2 separate regions of the Callithrix jacchus genome follow, and region 2 is linked to region 1. The links are chromatin contacts, called in public Hi-C maps. All regions are on one chromosome and are shown on one strand. The core of a region is the stretch at or near the end of the contact, and the rest is flanking DNA. Distances in the headings are between cores, read along the strand shown.

What was found. A called contact is a pair of places that touch in the nucleus more often than the background predicts.
Region 2: a contact with region 1 is called in a Hi-C map of induced pluripotent stem cells, with 2.0 times the contacts expected there. The contact joins the promoter of LRFN3 here to the enhancer-like site in region 1. A contact is called at or near these places in 3 of 3 Hi-C or Micro-C datasets (induced pluripotent stem cells and skeletal muscle).

What each region holds. Positions count from the first base shown.
Region 1 is chr22:32,061,124-32,063,768 of calJac240_pri, forward strand. APLP1 (amyloid beta precursor like protein 1) reads left to right here. Exons shown (of 17, transcript XM_008987770.3): 12 at 67-174; 13 at 433-456; 14 at 825-895; 15 at 1,128-1,190; 16 at 1,312-1,455; 17 at 1,576-2,025. The coding sequence ends at 1,674. Among named protein-coding and RNA genes, the nearest start is that of APLP1, 11 kb to the left of the region's middle. Within about 2 kb of position 1,353, at least 3 of the 16 cell types and tissues checked have an H3K27ac peak or open chromatin away from gene starts, as enhancers often do.
Region 2 is chr22:32,117,420-32,120,064 of calJac240_pri, forward strand. LRFN3 (leucine rich repeat and fibronectin type III domain containing 3) reads left to right here and starts at 1,319. Exons shown (of 3, transcript XM_002762031.6): 1 at 1,319-2,472.

The DNA of each region.
Region 1 (2,645 bases), core at 103-2,602:
GTTAGGGTGCCCTTCACTCACCCCAGTGCTCACAATCTCTGCCACCTTTCTGCATGTCCCCCTCAGAGGAACTCCTCCACTCTGAACACCTGGGTCCCAGTGAATTGGAAGCCCCTGCCCCTGGGGGCAGCAGTGAGGACAAGGGTGGGCTGCAGCCTCCAGATTCCAAGGATGGTGAGTGAGCCTTCACATAGATGCCCGCAGACATTGGGGAACAGGCCCCCAGCCTAATTTCTAATCCCCTACAGTCTGAGGGTGTCTTCACCATCACAGTGACTGGGAGAGGATGGGGAGGAACATCTATGGTTGTAGGGCCCCTGTAGGATTCCCAATCCTTCTTTTTGGTCCTGGGAGGATATTTCTCCACCTTTCTTTGCTGATACCTTTCTCTCTTCACTGTTCCACTGCCTTGCTTCCTCTGGCTGCCAGCAGACACCCCCATGACCCTTCCAAAAGGTGAGAGTCTCAGAGTTGACCCCAGCCTCCAAATCCCACTGAATCCCTGAACCCAGAATGGAACAGGATCCATCCACTGGGAATCCCACACCCCCTGGGGTAGAGTCCAGTGTACTTTCCAACACCCTCTCACTATAAACATAGTGAGATACTGTATCTACAAATAATTTAAAAGTTACCTGGGTGTGGTGGGGCATGTCTGTAGTCCCAGCTGCTCAGGAGGCTGACTTAGAAGGATCACTGGAGCCCAGGCAGTTGAGGCTCCAGTGAGCTGAGCTTGCGCCACTGCACTCCAGCCTGGGTGGCAGAGTGAGACTCTGTCTCAAAAAAGAAAAAAAAAAAGAATGAGATCAGACTGTGGGGGGTAGGGTCCACAGAACAAGATGCTGCATCCCCTGGGAAAGAGAATATGTCCCCGCTGGAACAGTATGAGCGAAAGGTAAGTTAGTCAGACCTGTGGGCTCCCAAAGGGGAAGATTGGGGTGTATGCGGCTGGGTCCGAGGGAGGAGATGCTGGGGGCTTGGGTTCCTTGTCCTGAGGGAAGAGGGAGCTGAGGACATGCACTTTGAGATGCTAGAAAATGAGAAGGATAGAGGATGCCCTCTTGGGCCCCTGGGGAGGAGGAGGCAGAGGCCAGACTTCTGGGTCCTTGACACCTCCTGCTCCCCAGGTGAATGCGTCTGTTCCAAGGGGTTTCCCTTTCCACTCATCGGAGATTCAGAGGGATGAGCTGGTAAGAGGAGGGACAGCCGGGTACCTAAGGGAAGAGGGCAGAGGTCGGTGGCCAGGCTGTGACTCCCAAAGCCACACAGAACCCTCAAAGATGCCCTCTGTCCCATCTCCCCTCCCTGCAGGCACCAGCTGGGACAGGCGTGTCCCGTGAGGCTGTGTCGGGTCTGCTGATCATGGGAGCCGGCGGAGGCTCCCTCATCGTCCTCTCCATGCTGCTCTTGCGAAGGAAGAAGCCCTACGGGACTATCAGCCATGGTGTGGTAGAGGTGAGAACCACAAGGACTGCGTGTGGGAAGAGTTCCTGAACCTGAGCGTGGGCAAGCTGAGAGACCTGCAGGCAGTCCTGCACCACACTGTCCTGTCCCTCCCCTCCCTGCCTGTTGCAGGTGGACCCCATGCTGACCCTGGAGGAGCAGCAGCTCCGTGAACTGCAGCGACACGGCTATGAGAACCCCACCTACCGCTTCCTGGAGGAACGACCCTGACCGGAACCCCTTCACCCCTTCAGCCAAGCCCAGACCTCCCCTCTTCCTGGATCCCCAGAACCCCAACTCCCAGCCTAGGGCAGCAGGGAGTCTTGAAGCGATCATTTCACACCCTTTTGTGAGAGGGCTGGAAATTCTTATTTCCGCTTTTCAATTCCAAATTCCATCCCTAAGAAATTCCCCAATAGTCCCAGCAGCCTCCCACATGGCACCTCCTCACCTTAATTTATTTTTTAAGTTCATTTATGGCTCCTTAAGGTGATGGCCACCTTGGTCCTAGTGTCTGTTCCCTGGAATTCACCCTCTCATGTTTCCCTACTAACACCCCCAATAAAGTCCTCTTCCCTACCAGACCAGCCTGAGTCTCTGTGGGAGAATTAGTGTGTAATCGCAGCTGGACGGGGTGTCTCGCCCTCCAGGCCGCTTTGGCCTCTTTAAACGGGATGACAGAGCTTTAAATCTGGGCAGGGCCTGCAGGAAGGTCTGGGGTGCCGGGGGCGGGGCCCAGACACCCGGGATAGGCCCCTGTCCGGGAGCTCTCCGCGGTGCTGAACTTGCCACTCCTTTTAATTCTCTGTCTGCTGGGTACCAGAATGGACCCTAAGGAGGCTGGGTTCCGGTGAGTTTCCCCTGCCATCTGCTCAGCCTCACACAATCACACGCAGCACCCACCCCAATCTTCGAGAGCTCTGTGAGAAACTATGAATCGTGAATCACCCTTCCCATTCCCCAAAGTCTTCATTTCTTCTTGGGGAGTCTATAGGAACCCTCCTGGAGTGTGGAGATTCCAATCACATGTCCCAGAAAGGGATATATTATGTCTGCACGTGCCTACTGAAATTAGTTTTATTTTCTCCTCCTACTGCTTGTATAAATAATGCAGAAGAGACGATTTTTTTTTCTTTCTTTTCTTTCCTCACTTTTTTTTTTTTTTTTTTTTTTTTTAAACAAAGTCTCACTTTGTTGCCCAG
Region 2 (2,645 bases), core at 69-2,568, 56 kb after region 1:
AAGGTTTCACCACGTTGGCCAGGCTGGCCTTAAACTCCTGACCTCATGATCCACCCACCTTAGCCTCCCAAAGTGCTGGGATTACAGGTGTGAGCCACGGCACCCAGGCTTTTCTTTTTCTTTTATTTTTTTATTTTTGAGACAGAGTCTCACTCTGTTGCCCAGGCTGGAATGCAGTGGCAGGATCTCGGCTCACTGCAACCTGAGCCTCTCAGGTTCAAGCGATTCTTTTACCTCAGGCTCCTGAATGGCTGGGATTACAGGTGCGTACCACCCCCCACACACCAGGTAATTTTATTTATTTATTTAGAGACAGAATCTTGCTCTGTCCCCTAGGCTGAAGTGCAATGGTGCGATCTCAGATCACTATAATCTCCGCCTCCCAGGTTTGAGAGATTCTCTTGCCTCAGCCTCCTGAGTGGCTGGAATTACTGTAGCTGCCACCACATCCGGCTAATTTTTGTATTTTTAGTAGAGATGGGGTTTCTCCATCTTGGCCAGGCTGGTCTCGAATACCTGACCTCAAGTGATCCGCCCACCTTGGCCTCTCAAGAAGCTGGGATTACAGGCGAGAGCCCCTGGGCCCGGCTGTCAGTGTGTCTTGAGGTCTATCCCTAATCCCAGATCGCACGAGTTTTCCCCCTTGCAGACAGAGAAAGGAGCCTTGGAAAGGAGCCCACCTGGCCTCAAAGATCAAGCCTGTTGCTGGGCATGGCCAGGTAAGGAAACTCCACCAGTGGAAAGGACATTCCAGGGAGGTGGTGCTGAGATAGGGGAGCAGAAAGAAACAGGTTTGGGGGCCGGTGGCTCTGGAATGAAGCGCTACACTCAAGGCTATGAATAGTTACTGAACGCACACACACACATATCCATTCTCACAGCCCAGGTGCTGCGTCTTAAAGTGTGTGTGTGTGTGTGTGTGTGTGTGCGCGCGCGCACGGACGAGCGCACGCAGGTTTCTAGCTCAGTTTCTTTCTCTGACTTGTCCTTATCTCTGGTCTCTCCAACTCTCTGTGTCTCGCACTCTCTGTGCCTTTCCATCTCTCGAATATGTGTGTGTTTCCATCTGTTTCAATCTCTCTCTGCCTCTTTCCATTCTACTCCTCTGCACATCAATCTAAGCCTGTCCATCTTTTTGTCTGCCTCTCTGGGTCTCTGTTCTTCTCTGTCTCTCTGTCTCAGTCTCTCTGTATCCAGGGATTCTCGTTCCCAGCAGCTCCAGGGCGAATCTATGGGAGGTGGGGCCGGGGCGCGCCTTTGAGAGAAGGGGCGGGTGCCTACGCCTTTAAGCGCGGGTGCGCGCGGAGCCTGCTCCTTTAAGCGCGGGTGCGCGCGCGGCCCTGGGTTCCCGGCGAGGAGGCCGCGGGAGCGCCCGGACCCGGCCCGCCAGCCCGGCCCCCGCCCCGGCCCCGGCGGGGGAGGGGTCTCTGAGCGCGGCCCCTCCCCCCTGCGGCCCCGCCTGTGCTGCGGTGCCCCCATCCCGCGTGTCCCTGTCTGTCTGTCCGTCCCTCCGCGCCCAGGCCTCGCCCCACCCGGCCCTGGGGCTGCCCGGTCGCCCCCATCCCCACCGCAGCCGGTATCCTCCCTCCCAGCCAGCCTCCGCCGCAGCCCGGGAAGCCGGCCGGGACGCCGCCACCCCAGACCCGGCTCTCTAACCTCCACCTCGGGGGCCTGCACCCCGAGACTGAACCGGGAGATCCGGAAACGCGAGCCTGGAACCCTGATCTGGGACCAGCACCCCGAGATCCAGCCGTGGAACCCCAAGACCTGGAGCCTGAACCCCAACATATGGGGCTGGAATCTCAAAATCGATTACTGGGACCCCAAGATTTGGAGCCGGAACCCTACAATTTGGAACACCGACCCCAATATTTGGAGCAGAACCCCAAGATTTGACATCTAAAACCTCAAGCCTAGAGCTGAACTCTGAATTCTGCGCCTGGGACCTTGAAATCTGGGACTGGATTTCCAATACTGTACCCTGGAACCCACTCTTGGGGACCTAAACCCTGGGATTCAGGCCTCAAATTCCAAGATCTGGACCGTGGGATTCCAAGGGGCCTGAATCCAAGTTGGGGCCCAAAGTCCTTACTGCAGACCTAAATGCCGAAATCTGGGGCTTGAGACCTCCCAATCTTGACTCAGCACCCCCATATCTGAATGCAGAACTCCGGGATCAGATCTCAGGCCCTAAACCCCACGTTTGGCTGCTTAGCATCCCAGCACTGGAGCTGGGAGACCCTGACCCTGAACAACCCAAACTGGACCCTAGAGGCCCAATATTTAGGGGTCTGGAACCCCAAGTATTAATCTCTGGAGACTCCGTTGCCACAGATTTCAGCCGAGTCAGGACACAGTCCCTCTACAGAAGCTTTGGGGACAGGAAAGGCATGACTAGATGCTCCCTCCAGAGCCCTGACCTCTGACTCCCTGGAGCTAGAACTCTGCTCTCTGGGGCGACTTCCAGCTCAGGTAAGGCTGCTGAAACCTCAAGGTGAGGAGGGGTTGGGAGGAGCATTGTGGCTGCGGGTCACCGTACCAGGTACCCTTTGGCACTCTTGGGGTTTCTCCAGAAAAAAAGACATTCTCCCATGGCCCCACCTTCAGCTCCTGCTCTGCCCTAAACACTCTCTCGACACTGGCCA